Regions from separate parts of the Sus scrofa genome. Here region 2 is linked to region 1. A link is a contact called in public Hi-C data. All regions are on one chromosome and are shown on one strand. Each heading gives the region's core, a stretch centred on a gene start, on an enhancer-like site or on the middle of the called end of the contact. The rest is flanking DNA. Distances are from core to core; before and after follow the strand shown.

What was found. A called contact is a pair of places that touch in the nucleus more often than the background predicts.
Region 2: a Hi-C map of subcutaneous adipose tissue shows a contact between it and region 1, with 1.8 times the contacts expected there. The contact joins the enhancer-like site here to the promoter of PIEZO2 in region 1. A contact is called at or near these places in 5 of 47 Hi-C or Micro-C datasets (embryonic fibroblasts, epiblast stem cells, mesenteric adipose tissue and 2 more).

Annotation. Positions count from the first base shown.
Region 1 is chr6:97,642,283-97,646,817 of Sscrofa11.1, forward strand. It overlaps PIEZO2 (piezo-type mechanosensitive ion channel component 2), which reads left to right and starts at 1,833. Exons shown (of 53, transcript XM_021096049.1): 1 at 1,833-1,958. The coding sequence starts at 1,895.
Region 2 is chr6:98,194,222-98,198,611 of Sscrofa11.1, forward strand. No RefSeq gene overlaps it. Among named protein-coding and RNA genes, the nearest start is that of VAPA, 58 kb to the right of the region's middle. Within about 2 kb of position 1,735, at least 28 of the 83 cell types and tissues checked have an H3K27ac peak or open chromatin away from gene starts, as enhancers often do. A contact at or near this core is called in retroperitoneal adipose tissue and subcutaneous adipose tissue, where this site is marked.

The sequences.
Region 1 (4,535 bases), core at 583-3,082:
GGTCTAAGATTCTGGATGTCTTTACAAGATGTCACTGCTTCCAGTCTTCAGAAAAAAAGTAATGCGTCACAGTTTGTCATTCTCAGGGACTTTGTGAAGGCATCTGACTCAAAAACACAAGCTTACTATAATTCAAGAAAGGGCGACCTGGTTGTTTAACACAGAGAACCAAGGTTTGTGTAATTTCCATCCGCCGACTTCCATCATCCAAAACCATTTCAACCCAGAACGCCAGTGAGCAATACAAGTCAACATCTTCCTTCTCTGTCCTCTGGATGCAAACGCCAGTTCTGAACTGTCCTCTCTGCAGACCAGACCACTTACTTCTGGTCCTCAGGGCTGCAGCCCATCCCCCGCTGTTGGATAAACCTGAAATGAGGGACCCAGCCTCGCTGCCATCTCCCAGCTGGAACCACAGCTCTCTAGGTCTCACAGAGAGAACGAGAAAAAAGGAAGGTTAAGAGGAGATCAGGGAAACAATGTACTCTTCCCAGGGGCCATGACAAGCAACAAATAAGCCCGAGGCGAAAACAAGAGCGCTCCACAATATACAAAGTGGGTGCACATCCGAATCCGTGCCCATTGCTGAAGGATCCTGAGCCCCGTCAGAGCTGAAACTTCACACAAGATTGAATATGGACAGGGTCACTGGTTGGATTCTGCTTCTCTTCTTCTCAATCAGTGCAAGTGGGCACGTGTGGACCTGGCACACGTGACAGTCCCATAAAGTTGTCTAAGGCTGCCCTCCAGTCGCCTGTGCACCATTCCTCTAGCATTAAAGGACTCCCTGGGCTGGGGCGAGCTCAGGCTGCGCCCTTTGGACATGATGCCACGACGGTTCCTTCTGTCTGCAGAACCACGGACGAGGCAGCGCGATAGGAGTGCGAACTAGCTCCTGGTCGCCGGCTCTGAAGCCGGGTCTCCCCCTGCACCCTAGCCCCGTGCCCCCTCCCGGTGCCCCCGCCTCCGGCAGCCCAGGGGGCGGGACCCGGCGCGCCGCTCCCGAGCCGCCCTCCCATTGGCCTGCGCGCACGCCCGTCCGCGAGCGCGGCTTCGAAAGTTTCAGTGAAGGTGGAGAAGTGCGCGCCCGCCCGGGAGCCGGGGCTGCGCCTCCAGGGCGAGGCAGCACCGCGCGGGTCGGGGGCGCGCTGGCCGCCGGGCGGCGTTCAGTTTTCATTTTACTCGTTTAAGTCGAGGCCGCGGAGGAGGGAGTGGAGGCTGGCCCCCTCGCGTGCCTTCGTCTCGACCTCTGGCCGCTGTCCCGCGAGCCCCGCGCTGTCGGGGATGGTTCCGCGCGCCCAGCAGCTCGAGCCCGGGTCTCTCCCGCCCGAAGTCCCGGGGCGTAGAGGCTGAGACGCGCGCTGCTCCGGGAGCCGCGGCGGGGCCGCTCCGGGCCGGGGCTACTCCCAGGAACCCGGCCGAGCTGCGTGGGCAGAGGGCCGGGCCGGCAGCCCAGGCGCCTTGGCTTGGAGGCGTATCGGCGGAGAAACTCCCTGCCGCCCCTGAGCGGCGCCCCAGGAGCTGACGGAAGGACAGCACGCCCTTCTCGCCCCTTCCCCGCCGCGCCGCCCCGCGGGACCCTCCCAAAGCGCCCCGGCCTCCAACACCGGCTGCAGAAGCCGCCGACGCCGGATCGGGAAGTTCCACACTGGATGGGACGGCTGTGCGAGGCCGGGCGCCCGGCGAGGGGGCTTCCTAGAGCTTGGTGAGCGGCGGCCGGGGGAGCGGAGAGCGCGCCTTCGGGGCGCATAACGCGGCGGCCCTCGCCCAGGCGATGCCCCGGCGGCTTCGAGCCGCCGGCCGCAGGAGGCCCTAGGCGGGTATGGGCTTGGCACCCGAGTCCTAGGGACCCGCGAGCCGCGCCCCTCTGCTCGGACTCGCCGGACTGACCGCGATGGCCTCGGAAGTGGTCTGCGGGCTCATCTTCAGGCTGCTGCTCCCCATCTGCCTGGCAGTAGGTGAGTGTTTTCCGACTGGGGGCGAGTGAGAGGGGCGCCTGGGGATGGGGTGGTCTTTGGAGAATCCAGGTCGCAGTGGCCTGGACTTGGTTCAAGAAGCACGCGCCGCGGTCCTGAGTGTTACAACCAGGTACTCGCACTTCCCGCGCCGTCGCACCACCGGGGTCTCCATGATTAGGGTCTCTCTTACCCGTCCAGCTGCAGAGTCCAGGCGATTGATCGGACTCGGCGTGGGCTGAAGGCTGTGCTGAACTTAGTCACACGTGGAATTTTTCGCGGAGTGCTGACTTGTGCACAAAGGATCCGAATCTGGCCTGAAGGCAGCTGGAGACCCCTTTCCCAGGTGCAGCACTCATCCTATTACAGTCCCTCGCCCCTGTCCCTAGACACAGGGCACACGGTGCATCCAACGGTTCCGAGGCCATCTCTCCCCTATCCCATATTACAGCCACTGTGATGGAAGAGTTAAGAACTCAGGTCCTTTTAAAAAGGAAAGGACGGTTCAGGGAGGCAGCGCCCTGAAGTTGCTTCCTTCATTTTACTCCCACAAAAGCCCGTACAACAAAAGCAGACACCAGGACCCAATCTCGCAATCCAGCACCCGTGGGGACAGATCCGTAGAGGGTTAGGAAGCCACACTGGGACTTCGAGGGTTAAGGGAGGGCCAGAAGGGAGCCTTGCTGACTCCCAGGCAAAGGTCCCACCATCTCTAGGGCTAGGGGGGTGTGAAAAGCCACTGGCTGTCAGATCTGAGGACACTGGCCCTGCCATGGCCTTGGGGTGAGAGTTTCTGTGTTCCCCCTCTAATAGGTGTGTCTGCTACACAGAACCCCACACCTGTGGTGGCTGTGGGCACCTAGATTTCCCCTCCCCCCACCAGAGCTGGAAAACAAAGCACTTCTTACCAAAGAGCAATTGAATTTACAGAGAGAGCCTGCCCTTTGCAGAAAAAAACAAAAACAGAAACAAAAACACACCACCCAAAACACCCTTTTCCATTTTGCCAGAGGTGGGGACTCAAGATCACACCTGTGCTAAGCATTTTCTTTGAGCAGGTAATCTAAAAGTGGCTGGGGTGGGTGGGTGGGTTCATGAGGGTCCATCCCAGCTCCCCAAGGGTGTGTGTGTGTGTGTGTGTGTGTGTGTGTGAGGTTGTAGTCAAGTATTAACACGCAAGAAACATCCGTGGAAAACCCGAGAAGGCTCTCTGAGTGGAACCAGTCCCTGGCTCTGGAGGCCTGGTCCTGGGGCAGGAGGAGGGGCAGTGCATTCTAGCTTCAGCCTCTTCTTTGCCACTTTGGCTTCCAGGCAGGACCATTTTGCAGGGCTCTTTGTCCTTGATATTCGCCCCTGTAGGCGAAGCAGCTCCCACCCAAGCCCACTTGGGTCTCTCTCCTCCCCAGTTTGCTGGAGTTTGAGAAGAAAAGAGGCTTTAGGAAAGCGATCTGGGGAAACAACGCTGGCTGCTTCTGGTGCAAACACAGGGTGTCCATCTGGGGACCCGCTCTGTATTTGAAGGGCCTAGCTAGGTGCCTGGCTCACTTCCTATTTGCAGAGTGGAAGCTGGTTCCTAGGTTAACCAGGGGCTTTTGATGTTGGCCTATTTGTGGTTGCCAGTGAGGTGGGGAGTGGCACCAGGGTCAGAAGGCGCTCCCCTGGCCTCCGAACTCCCTCCACCCCACCTCCCCTCCTACCCCCACCTCCCCTTCTTCCCCCACCACCCAACCACAGGGTGGTGGCTTCCTGGTACTTTTGGAAGAGTTATACAGGTGGGTTACCTGCGGGGCTGTGACTTGCACACCTAGGAGTGGTGAGACAGCAGGGATCACAGCTGATGGCCAGTGACCTCACAGGACCCAGCTCACTTGCCCAGTGTGCAGCATGCCCCTGGAATGGGGGTTGTGTCATTCTGACTTATCTTGGTGGTCTACACTGCAGCCCTTCTACATAAGGAGGGAAGACTGTTGTGCTCTGCCCTCCTGAGGATTAGGGCGGCACATTCCCAGCCCTGGAGTGAGATCAAGAGGCTGCCAGGGGTGCCGCAGGGAGGAGCAGGGACCACTGTCTCACAGAAGGCATCCCACCAGCGCCACCCGGCCCCTCCCCTCCCCTTGGCTTCTTCCCCTCGCCCCTGGGCCCTGCGATGTGATCACCGCCCCGGGCATGCTGGGACCTGGCCAAGCTGGCTGTGGGTAAGGATGCCCATGCAAGTGAGTTCCAGGCCTGGACCTTCCCTGGCAGGAGAGGGGTGTCTAGGGACCGTGGGTGCCTGTGCCCCTGCCTTCCATTCCTGGCTCCAGCCTGCTGCCTTCCATTTCCACTTCATTCCTCTGGGTTCCCCGCCTTTTGGGTGCAGGGAGGCTCACCTGGGGTATGTGAGTGCATCTGGGGATGTGCGGGGGGGGTGGGGGGGTGTTGGGGGGGTGGCATCACGTTATTGTTACCTCCTGTTGCTCCCCCACCCTCACCGGAAAGTGAACGGGGGGAGGGGAAGGATATGGACCTACTGCCTCATCCCCTGCTCCCTGCCTGCTGCCTGGGTGAGAGCAGAGCTCCTAGGAGGATCTAGCAATGACC
Region 2 (4,390 bases), core at 485-2,984, 550 kb after region 1:
TGAAAAATACAGGCTGGTCCATCTGAAAATCATAGCATCTCATGGCTGGAGAAGCCCAGGAAGCCAGCTATTTTACCCTTCTTTCTGACACTGATACATAAGGTGAGTATGCAGTTCCCCATAATAGGATCCTTCTAACCTGCAACTCAGCTCACACAGAGACAGCCCTTCGATGTCCTGGCCCTGCCATGTGGGGACAGCCCAGTGGCCCTTCCTATATCCATCAGCCATTCAACTCTCTTAGCCTACATATGTGTCCCCCCTGTACTCTCCATTTCTCTGGCAGGTTTGGGGGCCACGTGGTCTTGGCTGTTCTTCCAGAGTGCCCCCATCAGCTGCACCCCTTGGAAGAGAGAGATGCCCCTCGCAGGACCCAGCCGTGCTCCGCGGGTGGTCCCGCTAAGCCAGAACAAGGCGACCCACCTCTGCTGAACACACTTTTATTAACACAGCCGCGGCTCGTATTCTTGGCAGGCACAACATACCAGGGCGGAATACTAACTTTATTCTCAACCAACTGGGAGCCTGCTTTACCCCCGTTCCCACTAACTCCCACTGCCCCACCCTGGGCTTCTGCAATTTGTTTGCTGGACCCCAGAGCTGGGCCTTTTGTTTGCTGGGGCTTTCCATTTACAAGTAGACAGAGAAACCACAAATCAAACTTAGGGCACACCCAGCCGTGCCCTTTTAAAGTTGCCTTGGAACATTCAACCCAAAAAATCCAGCAGGAGAACAAGAACGGCCAAGTTGAAATGAAGCCCAGCCCACATTTCATCTAGACAATCACTGCCCTATCGGTTTTACTCAATTACGAATTCAAGCCTCTTGGGGAACTGGCATGGAGCACAGTGGGGGTTGGGGGGTTGGGGGTAGGGAGGGGGCTAGGGCAGGTGGGGGCTGCAGAGCCAAGCAGGTCAGCGACCTCCACCCAGCAGTCCCCCTTCAGGGAAGGTGCCCCTGGACCCCACCACCAGTAACACCCATGCCTCCACTGGAACCACCACCAATAACCACACCCCCACTGGGGACCCCAACAACAACCATGCCCCCCCAGGTCCTCACCAACAGCCATGCCCCCACTACCAACAGCCAGGTCTCCACTGGGGTCCCCACCACCAATAACCACACTCCCACTGGGGTCCCCATCAGGAGCTTCCTTCTTGTTTTCCTTGATTCTCGGTCTCAAACTGCACGGGTGGGAAGAGAGGAAGGAAAGAGGAAGAGGCAGAACTCCGGCCCCTGTGCCTGGTGGGGACACAGTGTCCACCGACCTCCCGCTGGGGGAGGTAAGAAATCCCCCCCTGCCGGCTCCCCTGAGCCTGCACGGAGGAGGGGGCTGCCCCAGGGCTTCAAAGCCCCTGGTCAGGGTCAACGTCCCTGGACACAGAGTCCCACAGTGACTACAGCAGCCGCCACAACCCAAGGTCCCTCCCCTGAGGGGTGGGCCGGAGGCTTGGGGCTACCCGGGGCCTATAAACCGATCACCGAAGATGGTCCTCCCCCAGACTGTCTTCTCTCCTCCCGGCTCATAAATCACGTTTAATTACCAGCCCACACGTCCTCCTTTGGACTCCGCTTTTGCTTAAAAGGAGAACCAGGCGCAGTTAGAAGCACAGTTTGAGCTTTTCCCCAACGTTTCCCTGACTTTGTTCTTGGGATTCCTCTGATGTGGGGGCTGTGCTGGCCGGAGGCACATGCTGCACTTACCCAGCTGGCGGAGGGCAGCGCTGTCAGAGCAGTGCCGTCACACAGCAGGCCTTTCCACCGCGTGTTTCAGATTTTACTGCAGTTTCCTTTGGAAACGCTCAAAGCAACGACATCTGTTTCCTTTCATTGGGATTTTTGTGTTCTTCCAGCCAAAAAAGGAGAGGATAGAGTTCATTAATTCAGCATAGAAATGATCACAATGTCCACATAAATTGTGTTGGGTTTGGTGCTTTCACACATTGAAGCCTCCCCTTTCCCTCCCATCCTGCCTTCTTAGTTAAGACTCAAAGGTGACAAGAAAACTGTAAAGCTCCAGGCGACACTCCCCAGGTCCTGCAATAAAGACCTTGCCTGCAATAAAGACCTTGCCTGCCATAAAGAACTTGTCACAGGCGTTCCAACAGGATGGTGACATCCCAAGACCCCCAGCCAGCACAAGGACACAGGTGCACATGCACAGAAGGAGCTCCTGGAAGGCACCTGCTCCCCCCGACAGCCAGTCCCCCTGCCGCCATCCTCCCACCCCCACCACCACCCACTTGCTTTTCCTTGAAGACAATACCCGGAGGTGTGCGTTTCCCAGGCTCCTTTGCGTGATGGGAGCAGCCATGTGACACAGATCTGGCCACGTGGAGGTCGTCTGCCTAGTCTCTGCCCCTCCTGCCTCTGCATCATCCTGGGAGGAGCCCCAGTGCCCTGTAACCACCATGGAGGAAAGGCCCCAGGCCCAGGAACTGTCACCTCTACGTCACCGAGTTGCAGTGATGCCCCAGTTGCCTCCTTGAGACTTCCTGTTACAGGGAAAGGTAGTGAACTCCTGCTTTTTAAGCAACTGTTCATCATTTTTGTCACTCTCAAAGGCATCCCTAACTGACACAGTGCTCAGAAAACCTCTCCATGAGCTATTCAAATATCACCCAGGTCCTTGGCAGTGCCCACACCTTCGTGTGTTCACGCCTGAGTTTAGTCACACAACTGTTGTGCCAGTTCAGGAAGGACAGTCTGACTCCCCGGGCTCGTGGGACAGTGGCCGTGTTGCATTTCCGCTCAGGGCGCAGCACTGATCACAGGGCATCCGAGAGCCACAGTTTGGGGCAGTTGGCTCACTCCTGTCAATCCCGTGGCAGGGTCACTAACTGCACAACTTGCTCTGACAATTCAAGGAGAAGTGCTGCCAAAGCTGTTCACTCAGGTGGACTCTCTACAGAAACTGGCAAATGTGGAGCCCAAAAATTCACATAGCACCTGTGGGGTCATTCAGTGCCCGTGGAGAAAAAGTCTGTTTCCACTGGATTCCCAAGGACACAAGGGGGTACTGGCGTGCCTGCCTGCCAGCCTGAAGGCAGGGAGCATGTGGTGGGGCCATCAAATATGGCAACCTCTAATGGACTTTATTACAGACCTGTCAGGGAAACCCACCACATGGCAGAGACTGGCTGGATGTTTTATGACAGAGCTGCACCCCAGAAAGCCAAGGTGGTCTGCACGCTTGTTGTGAAGCAGTTATACAAAACCGTAATCACTCAGGACAAGGGCTTGGGTGGCCTTGGGAGGACATAGTCCCATGTCCAGGGCTGATACTCAGCCCTGTGCCTCCTCATGCCTGGGTACTGAGGACAATGGATTACACCCCTGGAGACTGCCATGCCTGCAGCCCATCTCTAGGTCAGTAAATCTCAGCACAGATGCAGGATCAAGATGGCAGAGTAGGGGGAGGCTGAGATCACCTCCTCAAACTGCAGTACACATAGAACAACTCATGATGAAATCGACTGGGATGACTAGCAGGATAGCTCTTCCACAACCAAGGCTGTAAAGGAAGACCCACATGGTGTCTGGCTGGAAGGAGGAGCAGCAACTTAGTGGGGACCTGTACCCCTAGCGGGGGAAGGGACACCACAGGCTTGGGGATCCTCCCCAGGCAGTGAGGGGTTCAAACCACATATCAGGGACCCAGGCCTGGGGTCCGAGATCTGGAAGACAAGCCCTTTGAGTTGGCCTGCAAACCAGTGGGGCTCACCCAAGGGCTGTGAGAAACCAAGACTCTACTCTTGAAAACCATGCACAGAATTGCTTGTCCCAGCACAGAGGCAGCACACTGATAACAACTCAATACTCTGGCTGGCTTGCAAGAGCTGCCCCATGCTCCCTGGCTTCAGACTATACTACAAAACTACAGTTGTTAAAACAGTGTGGTACGGGCACAAAAGCAGGCACACAGATTGATGGAACAGAAGGGCAATATCTGCTACCCATTTTTATAAATAAAGTTTTATTGTAACATGGCCATGCCTGCTCATTTACGTATTACCTATGGTTGCTTTTTACTACAAGTGTTGAGTAGTTACGACAGAGACCATATGTCCTGTAACATCTAAAATATTTACCATTTACTATCTAGCCCTTTGCAGGCAAACTTTTCCAACAACCTCTGGTCAAAAGAGGTTATAGTGTCTGTGGTAACAACTCCAGAATCTCAGTGGATTCACACATTTATTTCTCACTCCCACAAAGCCAGCTGTGGATCTGGACAAGCTCAAGGCATGCCGTTCTCCACAAAGTAACACAAAGTGGGCTGTCTCAATCCTGTGGCTCTCTCATCACAGGGCAAATCTTCCTGGATCCCTGAAGCACAGTGTTCTCACCCCTACTCTCCCACGACTCCACCCTGATGATTTCAATG